Linked DNA regions of Cricetulus griseus: region 2 is linked to region 1. The links are chromatin contacts, called in public Hi-C maps. All regions are on one chromosome and are shown on one strand. Each heading gives the region's core, a stretch centred on a gene start, on an enhancer-like site or on the middle of the called end of the contact. The rest is flanking DNA. Distances are from core to core; before and after follow the strand shown.

What was found. A called contact is a pair of places that touch in the nucleus more often than the background predicts.
Region 2: a Hi-C map of liver shows a contact between it and region 1, with 2.0 times the contacts expected there. The contact joins the promoter of Fkbp14 here to the enhancer-like site in region 1.

What each region holds. Positions count from the first base shown.
Region 1 is chr8:86,635,285-86,639,737 of CriGri-PICRH-1.0, forward strand. It overlaps Mturn (maturin), which reads right to left. Exons shown (of 3, transcript XM_027429669.2): 2 at 1,451-1,573. Among named protein-coding and RNA genes, the nearest start is that of Mturn, 28 kb to the right of the region's middle. Within about 2 kb of position 1,912, at least 1 of the 6 cell types and tissues checked has open chromatin away from gene starts, as enhancers often do.
Region 2 is chr8:86,728,231-86,732,683 of CriGri-PICRH-1.0, forward strand. Fkbp14 (peptidyl-prolyl cis-trans isomerase FKBP14) reads left to right here and starts at 1,779. Exons shown (of 6, transcript XM_035448943.1): 1 at 1,779-1,931; 2 at 3,774-3,912. The coding sequence starts at 3,857. Plekha8 (pleckstrin homology domain-containing family A member 8) reads right to left here and starts at 1,687. Exons shown (of 14, transcript XM_027429658.2): 1 at 1,406-1,687. The coding sequence starts at 1,445.

The DNA.
Region 1 (4,453 bases), core at 662-3,161:
ACCACATGCTGACAACAGACTCAAGGCGGGGCACAGGGCCCTTTAAAGCTAAAGTGGCTTAGAAAATTAGCAAGGAAAAGAATAGAAGACCAGGTGAATGGCTGGAATAAGAGAATGTGATGAAAGCCACTGAAATTCCGTTTCTCATAATGGTGGACTGAATAATTAGGACCAACCCTTCTACCGAGAACAGCTAACACATTTTCAAGCATTTCATATGGAAATAGCCTCTTCCGTATGGTGAAGACTTGGAAGCCAGAGAGGTTGGCCTAACCTGACTGGGAAAGCAAGAAAGTGTACTGTATTTTTTAGAACTGTTCTAAGATCTATGAAGGCATCAAAGCTGAGGGCCCTCTATGGGAACATACTACAGCAGGGTCCCCACTTTAACTTGGAGGTCTCCCAAAGGCCCACACTCCTGGAACAAAGATGAGCTAAAGCCACAAGATCCGAAGCCTGTCTTTTCATCACCTAGAGTGTCTGGGAACTGCAAATCAAGAACTGAAGGCCGCCACAGGCTGACAAGGCTCTCAAGTCCTGGCAGGGCCAACATAAGTCCTTTCTGGAAGGTACTGTCATCTTGGACCTCAGTTTATTCCTGTCCATGAATTAGACAATGCCACACACAACTGCTGGATACCACAAGTGCCAGCCAGGAGGCTAAATGCTTACTAACCTTGAGATGTCAGAAGGCAGTTATGCAACCGACCTCCCTGGACCAGAAAGCAAGCTTGAAATGTTTAGTAGAGAAGTAGATATACAAATTCCACAGCATATTACTGAATTCATGGAATATATTCACAGTGGGCAGGGAAGCAAACTAGGGCGGGGCATATCATGATGCTTTGGGAGAGAGGCAGAAGTAAGGAACCACCAAGCTAGGGTGAACAGTCACTTTCACATGTCATCAGCTATTAAGAAAGCAGACCATCAGCTTGCCACAGAAATAGAGTCCTAAATCCCAAGAGGGGAGGCAAGTTTTATGCAAGTGTTTTTGAGAACGGAGACAAGAAAAGAATCATTATCCAACGCCGCCCATCCCCACAGGCACAAATGTGGACGGGCTTTATCTAGATTTCTGGTCATGTCCCTGATGTAAGCACCACTATGAGAAAACCAAACAAACAAAAAGCACACTATTTCCAGGTGGACTTGGAGTCTAGTGGGCGAGAAATGGATTACTTCATTGTCTCGGAAAGGCTCTGTTTGCTTCCACCCTGTCAGTACTTCTCAACTCAAGTGATGCTGGAAATAGCCACCATTCCTGCACCAAAAGGCCATGTCACATCCCATCTTTGCCTCCCCACACTGGCTGCTATCTTTATACTGCAGGGCCAACAGCAGACATAAGAATAGTCACCCTGGGCTTGTCCCCTTTCCGACCATCCCCGCTATCATGGTGTGGTTATGGAGTGTTACAGGGAGACTTCAGAAGCCATGCAGCACCTACAGATCTGAAGGACTTGAAGACTTTTTCCAAGACTTCATGGAGTGTCTTCTTGCCGCAGGAAGAGATGTAATCCTGTGCTAGCTGCAAGAAGGGCAGGCAGTCTTCGCTCTCACTCCACACGTGCTGCGGCCCCGTAAGGGCAAGAAGGAAACAGAGAACACAAGTCATTACCCTAGAGTTTTAAAGAATCACGCATTCAAAGTCAGCCTCTGTTACAGAGTGAAACCCATCCACTCATTCTTCGTTTCTCTGCATGGCAAGGGATCAGAAAATGTCAAATCCATAGGACTTCCCCAAGCTTCATGCTCCCTGTGTCACCTGCTGTCTGCCATCTGCTCCCAAGTAACTAGAGACCAGGGAGGCAGACATCACCCCTGCTCACCGTCTCCAGCGGGTGCATGAGGCTCATTTTAAAAGAGGAGGGAGGAGAAATCAGAGCTCTGGCCTTCAAATTCCTTTACTTTGCCCTCAGCTACAGCTGAAGAATTAATTAACCATAGTTTGTAATCATGTACTTGGAACAAGGTGTTCCCTCTGCAGATCGCCCCTTGAAAAGGGGTGTTGGGAAATTTCTTCAGAATGGAACAAACTTATGAGAAATTGCAAAGTCGGCACCGAGTCACCAGGAAGCCAGTCATCCTTCAGGGCACCTTAGGTGGGCATCGTACCCACACATCACTAATTCAACCTAGTGCCTGTGGAGAGCAGCCTGCATTTAGGTTTGTTCTTGTTACTGAGGCCAGGAAATGTTTCTCTATTCGAGGAAATCCACCTTATTATGTCTTTAAAACTAAAGAAAGTTTTTCCCATAATGGTCAAAGATCTAGAATAAGCCAGAGAAACAGGCTGATGAGGTCTAGCTGAAGAAGCCCCAGATCTGCAGAGCCAACCAGCCAGGAACACAGGGTAGCCCAGGGGTCTGACTCAGGGTGTCAACCAATGAGACAGTGCTAAGGCCTGGTGAAAGGGAAGGTGCTTGGTGGACTGGAGGAGACTCAGAGGCTAGGCAGTAGGAGACAAGACCTAGCTAGAGAAGGGATCCTAGGGGCCCACGTAGCACTACCTGCCTGCTTCTATTCATGTACATAAGCAGGGCATCACCCTAGAAAGTTGTTTGCCATCCCATGAGCGCAGCTCATCATCTTCTTTCTCACTGCAGGGTGCCCAAGAAGAGCTGTGGAGACCTCTGACACAGCTGGGGTCTAAGTGAGGATATGACAACACCATTTATTAACTGCTAATCATCTTATATCTACTGTATTTAAAAATAAAAAGTATTTCATTTTATTTAAACTACTTCTTTCCAAAACTAAAGGTATCTAGCAGGGTTGGAATACAAGACAAGTTTGATCTGAAAAATAAGTCTGATGTGTGTGTGTGGCTGGGGAGAGGGGGGCGGGGGGAGGGGAGTGGACAAAAGAAAAATAATAAAAAGGAAAGAAACATAAAACCGGGGGTGATGAGAGAGCAAGCAGCCAGGTGAGCGGGCAGAGCCTGCCATCAGAGTCTGAAGGTCTTTCATACAAAGATAAATGGGTGGGTGGCTAAAGCCCAGAGTCCTGGGCCACCAGATACAACCACTGCAGCTGCAGCTGGCAAAATACTTCAGGCACATATAACCGAGCACAACATTAGCCAGGCACATATGACCGAGCACAACATTAGCCAGGCACACATAACCGAGCACAACATTAGCCAGGCACACATAACCAAGCACAACATTAGCCAGGCACACATAACCGAGCACAACATTAGCCAGGGAAAAGCTGCAGCAGCAACTGGAGAAGCTGGCTGCAACCATAGAAATAGCTCAGCTGGAAGTGTCAGACTGAAGAATCCTAGCTGCCCCTGGGTACAGTCGGTGCTAGAGCCCATGGGTACAGTGGGCTGCAGGCCTCCAGTGATGGCAGAAGATGCCAAGGAAGCCAGAAGTGGAGTGGAGCAGGGGTTCTCCAGCTTTAGCAGTTGACAGTCACTTGGAAGCTTGTTACCTCCCAGCGTTTCTGATTGGAGGTGGGCTACATTTCAGTATTTTTCATGGAGAACTCAAGCAGTTCCGATACTGACCACAGTCATGAGCTGCAGTGAAGTGGCCTCCACAGCCCACACCCCGAGTGGCCTGCCTCTCCCATAGCAAACGCCCGATGTGAGCACTGTGTAATTACAGGCCATCTGTGGTGCCACCACCACACTGTGGCTCTTCTTTCTGTTACATCAGGCCTGACCTCACCCGGCTAAGGCAGCACAAGCAGTCACCCTCAAGAGGAAGGGAGCATGTTCCACTTTCTATATAGAGATGACAACATCTGGTCATCAAAAGGTGACGTTAGATCAGTAAGGTAACCCAATCCCGCTGAGTTCTTCTTGTCCTGGGGGCATGCTGCTAGACTTTCTGCTATGAACTCGAGGCCAAGACGGTTCAGAGCACACCCCTGACTCTTTCTGAACACCTGTGTCCTGAGCTATGTGACTTTCTCGTCGTCATGTAACCAGCCTCCTACAGTCAGTCACAGGTTCTGAGCCAGGGATGAGACCTAACCAGGGAATTATCTGAAGGGAAACAGCATCTGTACTGAACAAGCAACATTTGTCTAGCATTATTCTTGAACAGTATAGAACAATGCACACTTACTTCACATTCTCACTGTTCTGAGCATCCTGAGTAATCTAAGACAGTTAAGGCATACTACAGGGAAATGTGTGTAGGGTATGTGTAAATATGTCATTTCACACAACAGCTCTGAGCAGCCTCAGATTTGGGCATCTAAGGAAGGTCCTAAAACCAATTTCCCCATGGACCATCTGATCTGCTATCCTTGTTCTTTTGTGTGTGGGGGGGGGGTGGTGTGGGTGTTGGTTTTGAGACAGGGTTTCTCTGTGTAGCAGTCTTAGCTGTCCTGGAACTCGATTCTGGCTCTAGTTTTAATTGGTGTTCCTTAATCTAAAACCGATGTCTGTCCTCAGAGCAGGCAGAACACAAAAACCACAAGCTACCTGTGGCAC
Region 2 (4,453 bases), core at 529-3,028, 93 kb after region 1:
CCAGAAACCACTCAACAGTACTAAGAGCTCTTACTCAGGGAAGAAAAAAGTAGGCTCAACCTCAAAATAGATGGTATGGGCATCCCAGAACAAAAATTCCTGAAGACTCTTCTAGAAAAAATTTGTGATTACAGAAGATGGGGGGAGAGAACATTTTACTACTAAAACTTTCTATACAGAAAGGGGAGGGAAAGGAAGAAGGAAATTAGGTTGGGGGTGGAGAAGGTGGAGTGTGTGTGTGTGTGTGTGTGTGTGTGTGTGTGTGTGTTGGGGGGGTCTGTGTGAGAGCGGGAGGGGAGTGCAGTTGCCTCAACGTTTTAGTATTAAGATGCAGACCTACCTCTCAGAGTTTAGGACAACCTCAAAAGGAGAATGGCTTGCTTAAGCCTCCTCTCCTCACATAAGCAGCATATCAATAGGCCCCCAGAATTCAACAAGCTGAAGCCCAGCTCTGAGTAATCTCTGCTGGCATCACTGGAGATCCCTGTAGTGAAGACCAGGTCTTTTAAAGGGAAACACCTCCCATCACTCCCTCTGGTAGTGATTAAAGGAAAAAGAAATAACTCAGGGCTAATTACTGCACTATCTAGACAGAGATTTCAGGTACGCCCTGACAGGTGTACTTCGGTCGGCTCAGTGCTGTGACCTCCTCAAAGGTACTGTGTCAATTCTTCCCAGCCACGCCGTCCTTACAACAGAATTGTCCCATCAAAGGGTGTGGACACTCCAACTCTAGATGGGCAGATTTCAGGTTTCTGCGTTCTCACTGACACGTTCAATGTTAACCCGTTTTTCAGTAAGAAAAAGTTTAACTTTGAAGACGCACCCAGCACAGTTCATGTGGCGTGTAATTTATTAAATGTTGGCTGTTCAGGTGGAAACAATGCTCCCTGAGAGCCATCTTCACAGCTGAGGAATAGTTGTAGCTTCTAGATAGTTGAGGAAAGTGCCTTCCAAAAAGCTAGAAGCGGGCAGGGTGCTGTTTTAAGCCATTGTGTTGGACAAGGCAAGGACACGGTTGCTAATATCTGCATTCATTTTATGACAGAGTCTGAAACAAAAGAAATATTCGGAGGGGAGAAAAGAAAAAAAGGCAGAAAAAAGCCGAACGCTAGCGCACACTTCGGGGTTTGGACTGCGGAGCCAGCTAGACAGCGCTCGGCTACCTGGGTCTGCAGGGTATGACCCTGAAGGTGCACACACAGGGAGGGTGTCTGCGTGGAGACTCCAGCATACCGGGGGCCGCTGGCACCCGCTCGGCTCCCCGCAGCCGGCCTAGGGCCCAGGCAAGGCCGCCCCGCGCCCAATTGGCGACACGGAGGTGGACCCCGCGGCGGGCCCGGGCTGCGGGCTGCAGCCGCGTCTCGGTCGCGGCCGCGAGCCGCCCCCGGAGGCCGGCACTCACCGCTCAGGTAGTTGGTCCACTTGTACAGCACGCCCTCCATGGCGCCCGCGGGCCCCTCGCCGCCCCGGCCCGCCGCGGGGACACGGGACCGGCCTCACATCCTGGGCCCGGGGGCGGGCTCACCGCGACAGCCGGGGAGCACCAGCTTCTGGTCGGGGGTCTGCGCCTGCGCCGGGCGCCGTCGGGGTAAACTAGGCGGAGCGGCCGGCCGAGCGAGGCCAGGGAGGCGCGGCCCCCGAGGCGACGGTCGCGGGCGCCTTCACCTCGGCCGCCGAGCTCACAGCGCCCGCCCCGGCGCGCTCGCGCATGCCCACTGCGTCGCGCGCACGCTCCCAAATCCACGCCGAGGTTTGGCCGCGGCGCCGTGCGGCCGGAGGGCGGGGCGCGGGTGCGGACGTGGGGGAGCGGGTCACCCCCGGGTTCTAGTCTCCAGGGATCCCGCTTGTAACCTCAGGCTCGTCAGTGTAAGGGACCCGGAACCCTCGGACGAGGCACGTCTGTAGAGCGTTTCCGGATGCACTCCAGGGTAAGGCGGGCGCATTTCAAACCGCGGGCCTCTGCAGGGAAGGCTTGGGCTTTGGACCGCTGGCCTTGACTTCACCTGGGATTCTGTTAAAAATACAATCTCGCCCAGGTCCCGGACCTTTTGGATCAAATGTCTGCATTTTCACAAGCTCTCCAAGGGGAATTCGTATGCACATGCAAGTGTGGAAATGAAGTTGTTAGCATTTGTAGCCAAGAAAGTGTTAATCACACGTTAAGTGGAAGGGGAATGTCAAGAAAGAGCACGATGCAACCCAACGTAACCCAAACGGCCCTGAAACATGCTCTGAAGTGCTAAAGTGTGGGCATTTTCTTTCCCCTTAGTGTAAGGTTGACAGGTGTGGTAAATAATATATAACTTAATTGGTTATTTACCTGAACTGCACACCTTGCTTAATGCCCTGTTTGCTTCAGGTTTAATCTAGAGAATCTTCTTCTCAGTTTCCTCTCCATCTGCTACCATGGGCTACGTCTGAAATTAAGGCGACCATGTAGAACTAGGAACCTGAAGCTGTGTAACTCTTAAATGCTAATGCCATTTCCTCGTTAAAGAGGCACGTCCTTAGCCATTATTTACTCTACAATAAGGACGTTCAAATGATGGATCATTAACAGTCATCAACAGTCATGTTTAGAATGAATCACGTTTAGTCTTAAGGCGGAGTGCCAATTGTTTGCACCAAGTGACCTTAAACAGGACACTAACTTCTAGCCTCAATTTGTTTATCTTTGGTGCTGGCTAGTTTTATGCCAATTTGACACAAGATAAAGTAATTTGGAAAGGTGAGCTCTGAACCATCATAAGATTTGTCTATAGGTAAGTCTGTGGTTCATTTTCTGAAATGCTGATTGACGTGGGAGGGTCCAGCCCATTGCGAGCGGTGCCATCCCTGGGCAGGTGGTCCTGGGCGCTAATAAGAAAGCAGGCTAAGTAAGCCAGTGAGCAGCACCCTCCATGGCCTCCCCATCGGTTCCTGCTTCCAGACTCCTGTCTTGAGTACCTGTCCAGACTTCCCTAGATGATGGGCTGTGATATGAAGTGTAATCGATAAAAGTCCTTTCCTCCCCAAGTTGCTATTGGTCATGATGTTTTAACCCAGGACAACGTCTAAATGGGGAAAATAACCACGTTAAGTTAGTGAAGGAAGACCTTGCACCAGAAGTGCCTTGTGAACCCTAAAGCATCCTTGTCCGTCCTTGGAGTCTAGCTTCAAGTTAGTAAGCCACGGTTCTGAGCAATCCTCTGTGGTATCTCGGAGAGGGTGCTCTCCAGTATCCGGTCTTGCCAAAAGCCAGTGTCACCTGGGGCTCTTCAGTTGGCTCAGTTGCAGTTCTTCACAGAGGCAAAGCCGTCTCCCAGGGAGTTTCCTGTTAGCTGTGCACCCAGCTGCCCTCCCTAGGTGGGAGACTTTCTTAGCCCGCGGGCTTTAGGACTACTGGGGTGGCTGGACCCGGCCGCCTGACCCGCCGCGACACCGAAGCTCTGCACTGTTGCAGCGCCATTGGCTGGAGGGGAGCCTGAGTGACAGCACCGTCAGCCAGTGGAAGGCAGCCCTGCCCAAGCAGCCCCTTCTAGAGCCAATCATGCTACGATGGGACTTTAACTCTTTAAAGGAGAGTTCGCAGTGTGTGTGCCAAAGTTGGTAGTAAAAGTGCCACGTCTTCCTGGGAGGGTAGGTGGGAGTCCCGGACTTACCCGAAGCCGTCGTCGCTTTCGGCATATTTTTAACTCTATGAAGTCGGGGACCCTTTCTCTGCCTTGGTAACATGAGGTTTTTCTTGTGGAACGCGATCTTGACACTGTGGGTCATGGCTGTGAGTTCAGCTTTGATTCCTGAGCCAGAAGTGAAAATCGAAGTTCTCCAGAAGCCGTTCATCTGCCATCGCAAGACCAAGGGAGGGGACCTGATGTTGGTCCACTACGAGGGCTATTTAGAAAAGGACGGCTCTCTGTTTCACTCCACGTAAGTAATTATGCTTCTCACGCAGAACGATGAAGGATCCTCACCCAGTCACACCAGCCCTCTTGTTTTAAAGCTAACAGTTCCTTTGCCTCTAAAAACAGAAACCAAACACTGAAACATCGGCTTGCCTTTGGGGAAAGAAAATTGTCAAAAGCCAGTTCTAGAGAACGAGGCCTTGAAAGGACTTTCTGGAAACATGTAGTCTTGATAAGTTAAATTCCTTATAATTTTATTCTTTATAAAATTAAATCCAGAATATTTGAAGTTTTACAGAAATACATAGTAGTTGTAATTAAGCAGAAAGTAGAAAAGGCTTAACAGAATTTTCCATCTCAAACTCCAATCCTTAGGTAAAATATCTGATTCCACTTTTAATTGGGCATAGGGGATATTAAAACATATCATTTTGCTTCAAGAGCAAAATGCACAAACATCTATTTGCCTGCTTCTAAAAGATGCACCAATGCAGTTTCAATGACCTGTCTAACTTTTTGGCAGGTGGCATTTTGGTCAAAGCACAGGATGGTGATTTCAGGAGTTG